Linked DNA regions of Mus musculus: all the other regions are linked to region 2. A link is a contact called in public promoter capture Hi-C data. All regions are on one chromosome and are shown on one strand. The core of a region is the stretch at or near the end of the contact, and the rest is flanking DNA. Distances in the headings are between cores, read along the strand shown.

Region 1 (2,788 bases), core at 64-2,563, 1.5 Mb after region 2:
TTAATTACTCTGTTCTTGATTAAGACGGGTTCAATACTCTCGAAGGTTAAAAAAATAATAATAAAAAAACACAATAGCTCAACATCGCCCACACTCCAGGTGTCCTTAATCCTATTTAATTCTTAAAATGTTTCCCTAACCCTATCTTTTTACTAGAATAGTATAGGTCATAAGTTTAAAAAGTGGGGCGGGGGGCGAAGGCTTAATCGGTATTTAGGAGTCACTGAGTCATCGAATTAGGATTCAAGAGCAGTTTGCGGCTGGAGGTGCTCCCACACATTAGTTTCCGAGCGAAATAGCTGTAGAGGCAGGGTGGCTGGATGTTCAAGGTGTTTGGGGAGGGGGGGCGGGTTTGACGCCGGAGTGAAGGGCAGGCAAAGGGTAGTTTCTACTCCACTTTGAGCTACCCACATTATTACTCTGTCTCGGAGACGTCCGACTGCTACGCCGCCTCTGCACTGCACTCGATACCCTTCCCCAAGCAGAGAGGCGAAAATGCACGAATGAAAAGGGGTGCTGCCATTAAAGAAAATGGCCCGACACATCGGGCATCTATCACCTCCCGGGCGGGACGGGCTGGGGGGAGGGGGCTGCCCCCCGGGCTCAACCAGGCCAGGGCTCGCTTACTCGTTGTCAGAAGTCGCCGTCTCCTCGCTCATCTTTCCCTCACCGTGATCCGATCAGGAGATGGAGGAGCAACAGCAGGCAGGGAAGCAGCGGCAGCGGCGGCACCGAGGGGCGGCGGGCGACGACGGCCGGCGGGGCGCGCGGGCAGCGGCTCGGGGGCCTCACCATGGTGGATGCCTCACTCGGAGCGGTGCCCCGCGAGCCGGGCAGCCCGGCCACCCCCGCAGGGGGGCGGCGGCAGCAAGCGCGGCCGTGGCGACCCCAGCGGTTTGCCGCGCCGAGGTCGAGTGCGAAGCCGAGACGGCGCGGGCGACTGCGGGCGCTGAGGGGGACGCGGCCGGTGGCTGAGGCGGTGCTGCTCTCAGGGGCGCGGCGACGGGCGGGCGGCGGGAGCCGGCGGGGGGCAGCCGAGCGCTGGCTGCGGGAGGCGGCGCGGTCCCGCCGAGGTGCCGCGCACCATCTCCCGCCTGGCCGCCGGCTGCCCGCGCGGCGCGCCTGGTCGGCCCTCAGGGGCTGCCTCGGACGCGCTCCAGCTGAGGGGCCGCAGGCAGGGCGCGAGGCGAGCGTCGGAGCCCGAGGGCACAGTGCCGAGCGGCGGCGACGAGGGCCGAGATCAGCGCTGCTCGGCGGCCCGCTCCTCACGCCCGCGAGAGGGGAGCCGCGAGGGGGGCGGCGGAAGCGCTCACGCCGCCCGCTCCTTCCGCCGCTCGAACCGGGGGCGCCCGCGGGAGAGGCAGGCGAAGTAGTCCCTCGCGACTTCTGGGCCGCCGGGGCTCGCGCGGGTGCGGCTGGGCGGACGTGGGGCGCGGCTGCAAGCCGGAGGCGCGGGGCCTCTGAGGGGTCGGGGGGAAACCTAAAAGCCGCGGCCCGCAGTCGAATCACTGCAGCTCTGGATCGTGGGCAGCATAACAAGTTTCAGGAAAGTAGTTCCCTCCTCCCCTCGCTTCCCAAATCGTCGGGCAGCGGGAGCGGGGCGAGGAGGGTGGCGGAGGGATATGTCGCTGCACTGCATCGCGCGCGTGTGCGTGCGCGCGCTCCAAACTCTTGGCACGCCGAGGAAAGGGGGCGGGGGTGGGAGCTGTGAGCCGAGCTGCTCCGGGACTGGCATTGTTGCGACGCTCAAGTCCCCGTTACTCGGCCTGGGATATCCGGGTTGCCGGGACAAGCGGGCAGCACACCGTGTGCTCGGGGAAGAAATCGGGAGGCCACTCCGTACTGCTCAGTGCGCGTGCACGCGCGCGCGTGTGTTGTGTTTTTCTTGCAAAGAATGGAACTGGCATGAGTTCATCTCTTAGTGGGGGTTACAGGCCAGGACTGCAAAGCGAGCTCCTCCTGCTGTCCCTCTAGTTGCATTGCTGCAGTTCCCTTGCTTCTTGCACAAGGGTAGTTGTGTGCGTGTGATGTGTGTGTGTGTGTGTGTGTGTGTGTGTGTGTGTGTGTGTGTGTGTGTGTGTGTGTGTAGAAAGAGTTGGTTTCAATACCTCGCAGCGCGATCCTCACTGCGCAAACAGCATGCAATGCTGGGCATTCATCTCTGGAAGCACGAGTGCTTGTTAATGGAGAACGGCTTCCATTGAAGCCCGGGGTAGGCGGGTTACATGAATCTGGCGCATCCAGCAGCACAGGAAATAACTCCCGCTGCGAGCGAGGTTGCATAACTATAGCGCAGGAGAAGCCTGTGTGGCACGAACTTTGGCGAACAGAGGCGGAACGGTTGTTGGATAGGCAGCTGTCACGTTTGCATTGTCAGAGGACAATGTATGCAATCATCCCAAAAGATCTTTTTTGCACAAGAACCTTCTAAGGTTGAGGGCTGGAGCCTGGGATCTTTGTGACCGGAGGGCTAGGAACTCCTAGCTCTATAAATTCTATTATCTTGTCTCTAAGAAGTCAGCTTATACACAAGATGGCCTGGGGGACTGACTCCCTAGCGCTCCTAAGTTCCTGTGGCGTCTCCCTAGGCGGTTTTGCGATAGGCTTTTCACTTTGTTCTCAAGTTTACTTAACCCCCGGGGAAGGAAGCTTCCTGTTCCAGCCACCTTGAGAGATAGAACAATTCCAAGGGAAGAAGTCCAGCGGGCCTCCTAAGGAAACCGTCACTCTTCAGCCAAAGGTTTCCAGGAAGCCTCAGAATTGCTGCTCTCCTCCGAATGAGTACACA
Region 2 (3,114 bases), core at 251-2,750:
TTTATAAAACAAAACATAACTAAACAAAACAAGCCGGGTGATGGTAGCACACGCCTTTAATCCCAGCACTCAGGAGGCAGAGGCAGGCGGATTTCTGAGTTCGAGGTTAGCCTGGTCTACATAGTGAGTTCCAGGACAGCCGGGGCTATAAGGGGAAACCCTGTCTCGAAAAAAACAAAAAACAAAACAAAACAAAAATGTATTTATTCTCACCCCCCCCCCCCGCCGTGTGTGTGTGTGTGTGTGTGTGTGTGTGTGTGTGTAAGTCAGGCCACAACCTTAGAGTTGTTTCTCTCCTTCCACCATGGGGTTTCGGGGGTGGGGGAGGGGTGACCAAACAGGTCCTCAGTCTTGGTTAGCAATTATCTCTATCCACAGAGCCATCTCACCTGTCCGTGACTAGTTCCTTCTAGTTCAGACCCAAGTGCCATCTCATCAGGGAGGCCTCTGTTCAAATCTCCCTCTGCCCCGACTCCCCCACCCCCAAGCCTCATTGCTGGGTAATGAACTAAGGCCTTATGTACCTTGAACAAGTGCCCTTCCTGAGTTACATGTCCAAACCCTTCTGAAACCACACTAGTTCTACCTCCAATGCCGTCTTCTCTTGCTTTACACTTGTTAATACTGATTCTATCTGATGTTAAACATGTCTTATTGCCCATCCGCGACACACACCCCGATTCATTCCTCCCCAGAACTTAAGCTTCACAAAGGTTGGGATTTTGTGTCTTTTACTGTTCGCCTTCAGTGCTCAAAATGGTAGTCGATAAATTCTCTTCCATGAATGACAGCTTATGACAGCAATTACCCAGTTATTATAAGTTCCATAATTGAAATGCATCTTAAATTCTAACCTAGAAAAACCCTCTATATTTTATGATGAGGAAAAGCTGCAAGTGCTCTGCTCTTCAGATCCCTAAGCTGCTAGCAAAGTGAGAACACTTATTAGTTGAAAGCAGGTACTTTACAAACATCTTGAATCCTCCCAGAACTCCATAAAGCAGCATTAATATCTGCGTGCCCCCACCCCTCCGTAAACATGTTCAAGGTCAAATAAAAACGGCTGAGGTGAGTTTCAGAACCAGATCATATGGCAAATTCCAAACTCTCCCAGTCTTGCCCCCTGGCTGGATGCAGGGCTCCACGCCGTTGGGAAGGGGGTTTGGGGAGACCTGCTCTTGGCCGACCTCCTCGATCCTCCCCTCGCCAGCCGAGCACCCAGCGGCAGCAATTTGCGTCCGGTCCTTACCTCGCCTCCGCCATCCTGCATTCCCAATACTTGCTCTCGCCCTTCCGCAGACCTTTATCCTCCGAGTGCTAACTGAGTCTCCCTCAACCTTCAGCTGGCTCTGGAGCTGCGAAGATCGTCACCCCGTGCTCCTAAACAAAACCACGCACCCGATTCCTTCTCAGAATAGCCTCCTCACGCCCCCATCACGCACGGGCCGCCAAGTTTCAAATTTAACGTCTCTTGACGCAGACGTAGCCTCGCCGCTCCCCGCTCCCGCTCCTCCCAAAGCATTCTGGGGATTGTAGTGTATCCCGGGTTTAAGCACGCGCTGCGCAATGCACAATGGGAGTTGTAGTTTCAGGTTTGAGGTGCAAGGACCAATGGTTGTCCTAGCACTGCAGCGTGCTCAGGCACTTCGAGTTTGCTCTGTGTTTCCTTTCTAAGACAAGCCTTCGAACCCAGGGAGAGACACTTTATTAACAAGAGGTTCTTTGATGGTTTCAGTTTCATAACGTGTCTTTGAGTACATTACTCTTCTGGGTTGCTCCGAACAATTAACTGTGCTACGCCTAGGTCTTGTCTGAGCCCCAGGTCTTAACACCTGTCCAGGGATCCTTAGGCCACTCTCACCCAGCTGTTTCCTGTGGAAAGACTGTGTTCTCGTTTTTCTCTTTTACACAAGACCTGGTTTAGCACTGCACTTCCTTTCCCCAGCAAGCCCTTTGACCTCTACAACTTCTCAACTTTGACCAACTTCCTTTAAATTCTCTTGGAAGTGTACCATTTGTTCTCTCATGCAGCCTACCAGATGTCCTGTAAACTACGATCTAACACAGAATACAAACAGGGTAAGCGCTTTGCCTGTCTCACTGGAGCTAAAGGCTTGGTAATGCAGGCCTATAGTTCAGCTACTCTGGAGACTGAGATGTGAGGACCAAGACTTCAAGACCATCCAGGGCAACTTTACTTCACAATAAAAAGTTTGCTTTTGTTTTTTGTTTGTTTTTGTTTTTCAAAACAAGGGTTCTCTGTGTAGCCTTGGCTATCCTGGAACTCGCTCTGTAGATCAGGCTATAAAAATAACTTTTATTCTCCTGTTGTGATTGTTGTCTGAGGGGCTTACTGCCTCCATCTGCTGACCTAGATCCACTCCTAGAAAATTCTAGCCTCCATAAGATCTAATCTAGGTCAGCCTCTCAATTTTGTTGAATAAGCTCACCCTTTCTTGTTCTTTCTGAAGTCTACCTGGCTGGTTCAACTCAGCTGTTCTGGCTCAAACTCCTCTCCCAGCTGACTGACTCAATCTGGCTTCTCTCCCAGCCCCTGAATTGCTCTGCTTGGCCTCAAACTCACTCTAGCAGTCTTTTCTATTTCCTAATCTTCTGGCTCTTTCTCAATCTCTTGCTCATTCTGTCTTTACCTGTGTCCAGCTTGTTCTCTTTTCAACCTGCCTCCCTCTCCCTCCCGTGCTGCTCTACTCTCCCTCGCAACAATACTGCACTGCTCTCCAGGACTGCTGTATCCTGTACTACACTCTCTTCCTTACTGCACTGCCTCTCCCTTAAGACTCAATCTTCCCTCCCTCTCTCGTCTCCTTAGAGGTGTACATAGCCCATTCTGTCAAATTTTTCTCCGTTTGTTGGGGCGGGGGTATACAAACAAACAAGGAATGTCAGGGCGTCGATACCCAGACCAGAAACAGATAAATTAGTCATTTGAGCATATAACTTCCAACTAGGCTCTGGAGTAGAGAGGGGAGCCATGGGAATTTCTCTACAGAAGACAGTGAACCTGAGGGAAAGGACGAGTTGGCACAATCTACCCATCAGAACAAATCAAGTTCTGAAGCAACTGAGGTGTGTGTCTGTGGTAGATTCCCACCT
Region 3 (3,224 bases), core at 312-2,811, 1.0 Mb before region 2:
GACAATAAGTTGGGGAGCCATTAAGCACTAAACTCAGAAACATTTCTAAGTACTCTTCAGTGCCGTTCAGCCAGATAAAAGGTGTACCTATGGCCACATTATTCTATTTAAACCATTTAAAAACATTTATGACAACTAATTAGAGATTTAGTGCAAATAGCAGTTTGCTGTACAAATCTCTGGTATATACATGTGGGCAAGCTTCAATATAGCAAGTCCAATCTCACAATGAATCCCCACATTTTCTCTGAACACCTTGCAAACTCAGAATTCAAAGACCTTATCGGTTTTGAAAAAGACCACCATCACAATAGTGATTAATGTATGGACAATCATACTAGATCACGGTGGACAGGCATCCCATTAAAGGTTCACGAGAGTGAAGGTAGTGTCATAGTTTACTGAACAGTAAGTAGAGTTTTTCAGAAGAAGTCGTTTAAAGTAGTTTTTCTTCAACTGCCTAATAACTGGCATGGAAATTACACTGATTACGTCCTATGGGCCTTCGTTTCCCATTTGGTACCAGGAAGTATTAGCATTTCCATTAAGAAGTCTTTATAAGAGCTGGGCAGTGGTGGCGCATGCCTTTAATCCCAGCACTTGGGAGGCAGAGGCAGGTGGATTTCCGAGTTTGAGGCCAGCCTGGTCTACAGAGTGAGTTCCAGGACAGCCAGGGCTACACAGAGAAGCCCTGTCTTGAAAAACCAAAACCAAACCAAACCAAAAAACAAAAAGTCTTTATAAGTTCTCCAAATATAATAAAAAAAGCCTCCAACTAGAGTAACAGCCTCGGCTTTTCTTTCGTTTAACAAATTCCAGTCACTGTGAACAAAACCTACCTACTCCTCCCAAAATAACGTCCCTCGGGGGTTTCCTCTCAGTCACTTCGCGCCCTGTCCCCCAAATCCCTGGTCTCTTCTACCCCGCCCACCCAACTGCCCGCACCGCCAGCCAGCACGGTACCTTCATGTTAGCCCGGAGGCCCAGCCTTTTGGCTAAATTTTGCAGGTCGCTGTACTTAAAGGAGTCCAGCTCCTCTGCAGAGGGGACGGTCATCGCGTTCTGCAATCTCGGTGATTCCCAGAAAAACAGCCACACAACTCAAAACAGAGCGGCTCAAAACTGGCGCCACCCAAGACGTTGACAAGCCGACTTATATATGGAGTTTAAATTAAGACTGCTGTAAGTTCATTGGTTGAACTGCCTCGAGGGTGGGGTTTCCGATGCGGGCCAGTAGCGTGATTGGCTGAAGACCGCTATTCCGCAAACTATACCAATATGCTGGCGCTGAGCGTATTGAGAGCGTGTCTTTCAGGAACATTGTCCAATGAAGACGCAGGGAGACAGGTGGGCGGGACTTGGAGCGTGCGAGAAAGAGGCGCGCGCTTCAAAGAAATATGGCGACTCTCTCGCGCCGCAGTCTTCGCTTCTTGGAGACCCAGTCACGTCGTGACTCTTGTGATACACCTTTTTCTCTTACCTCCTCCATGGAGTGGGACACTCAGGTGGTGGAAGGGTTCTCCCCTCTCGGGTCCTCCGAGTCTAAGGTGAAGGCGTCACCTGTCGACCTGCGGCTGCCTGCGTGGTTGGAGCCGGAGAGATGTGCCGTGTTTCATTGCGCGCGGTGCTACGCGGTGCTCGGCGACACCCTGCACCTCGCCTGGGACCTGTCGCGGTCCCTCGGCGCCCTGGCCTTCTCCAGTGAGTGAGGCGAGGGTAGTTTGTGAGGAAGATAGACCAGAGGCAGATGAGGAATGGGGGACAGTACTGCCCAGGGGAGGGAGGGGTTTGTTTTGTTTTCCCGAGTTGGGCTTCAAACCCAGGCCGTCGCCTGAGCTAACCCAGCGCCCTTGGCTGAGCCCCACCCATTTTGTTAAGTTTTATGGGCAGATGAATCTGCTGGCAGGTATTTCTTCTCAAAACCGTTTTGTCTTCCAGAAGTCACAAACAACGTCGTTTTGTTAGAGCCCTTTTTGGTTGGCATAGAAGGTTTTCTCAAGTCCAGGTACGTGTGGAGAATTCCTGAGGTGGCGCTCTCTATATATTTCCCGATTTAATGACAGTGAAGAGTATGTAACTGTTGTAAACAAGAAAGAAACTTTGTCTTGTGACATGTTTACGCTCTCCATAGAGTATGTTTGAGTTGTAAACTCTTTACCGGTTTGAATCATATAAACATGGCATTGGTGAAAGTTAAAGTTGGATGTAGGTTTTAAGGTCTGTGAGAGAACTAGGACTATTAGTTATTAGTTATTAGTTATTAGTTATAATTTCTCAGGGTTGGTAGCAAATACCTTTACCCACCGAGTCATTTCACTGGCCCTGAAGTGACATTTTTGATATAGTTACAAATTATTTTACTTTTGATATTGGTAATAAAGGTCTTTCCTTGAATTTACAATTCTGCCTCTGCCTGCAAGTGCTGGGATCACAAGCATGGGAACCTGCACCCAACCTCTTTTTTTTGTTTTTTTTGTTTTTGAGACAGGGTTTCTCTGTATAGTCCTGGCTGTCTTGGCACTCACTTTGTAGACCAGGCTGGACTTGAACTCAGAAATCTGCCTGCCTCTGCCTCCCAAGTGCTGGGATTAAAGGCATGCGCCACCACCGCCTGGCCAACCTCTTTTTTAAAAAGCCTGATTAAAAGTTTTAATTATAAGCCTGGCGGTGGTAGCACATACTTTTAATCCCAGGACTAGGGAGGCAGAGGCAGGAGGATCTCTGTGAATGCAGGGACAGCCTGGTCTACAGAGCTAGTTCCAGGACAGCTAAGGCTACACAAAGAAATCCTGTCTGAAAAACCAAACAAACAAAAATTTAATTACAGATTTGGAGATGTGCTATAGCTCAGAAGTACAATGTTTGCCTATATCAAGAAAAATGCATGCAAGAATAGAGTTAGATTTCTGTTCCAAGTTATAATCTAAAAACAGTTTTATCACATTTATTTGTTTGTTTATTTATTTATTGTGTGTAGTCACATACCGAGATGCACACATGAAGGTGAGACTATACCTTTGAGGGGTTCAGGCCCAGGATCACACTTGGGTTGCCAAGCTTGGCTGCAGGCACCATTCCCTGCTAAGCTATGAATCTAGGCCTGACTTCCTCACTGTGTTCCTCTGCTTGTGTGCATTCTGACTGAGGTAAATGGTCACGTTTACTAGTAACCTTGTGGTCTTGAAATACCTTTTTTACTGTCTTTGAACTCAGTAATTGATTAT

Evidence for each region. Promoter capture Hi-C pulls out the DNA fragments that hold promoters and counts their contacts.
Region 1: a promoter capture Hi-C map of liver shows a contact between it and region 2, with 3 times the contacts expected there. The contact joins the promoter of Spred1 here to the promoter of Bub1b in region 2. A contact is called at or near these places in 2 of 39 promoter capture datasets (liver and stem cell-derived epiblast-like cells).
Region 3: a contact with region 2 is called in a promoter capture Hi-C map of pre-B cells, with 4 times the contacts expected there. The contact joins the promoter of Nusap1 here to the promoter of Bub1b in region 2. A contact is called at or near these places in 1 of 39 promoter capture datasets (pre-B cells) and 1 of 115 datasets of contacts at active chromatin or transcription factors (microglia).

Annotation. Positions count from the first base shown.
Region 1 is chr2:117,119,596-117,122,383 of GRCm38.p6, reverse strand. It overlaps Spred1 (sprouty protein with EVH-1 domain 1, related sequence), which reads right to left and starts at 1,313. Exons shown (of 7, transcript NM_033524.3): 1 at 628-1,313. The coding sequence starts at 659.
Region 2 is chr2:118,596,597-118,599,710 of GRCm38.p6, reverse strand. It overlaps Bub1b (BUB1B, mitotic checkpoint serine/threonine kinase), which reads right to left and starts at 1,500. Exons shown (of 23, transcript NM_009773.3): 1 at 1,250-1,500. The coding sequence starts at 1,263.
Region 3 is chr2:119,616,635-119,619,858 of GRCm38.p6, reverse strand. Nusap1 (nucleolar and spindle associated protein 1) reads right to left here and starts at 1,561. Exons shown (of 11, transcript NM_133851.3): 1 at 964-1,561. The coding sequence starts at 1,056. It overlaps Oip5 (Opa interacting protein 5), which reads left to right and starts at 1,354. Exons shown (of 6, transcript NM_001042653.1): 1 at 1,354-1,701; 2 at 1,939-2,005. The coding sequence starts at 1,398.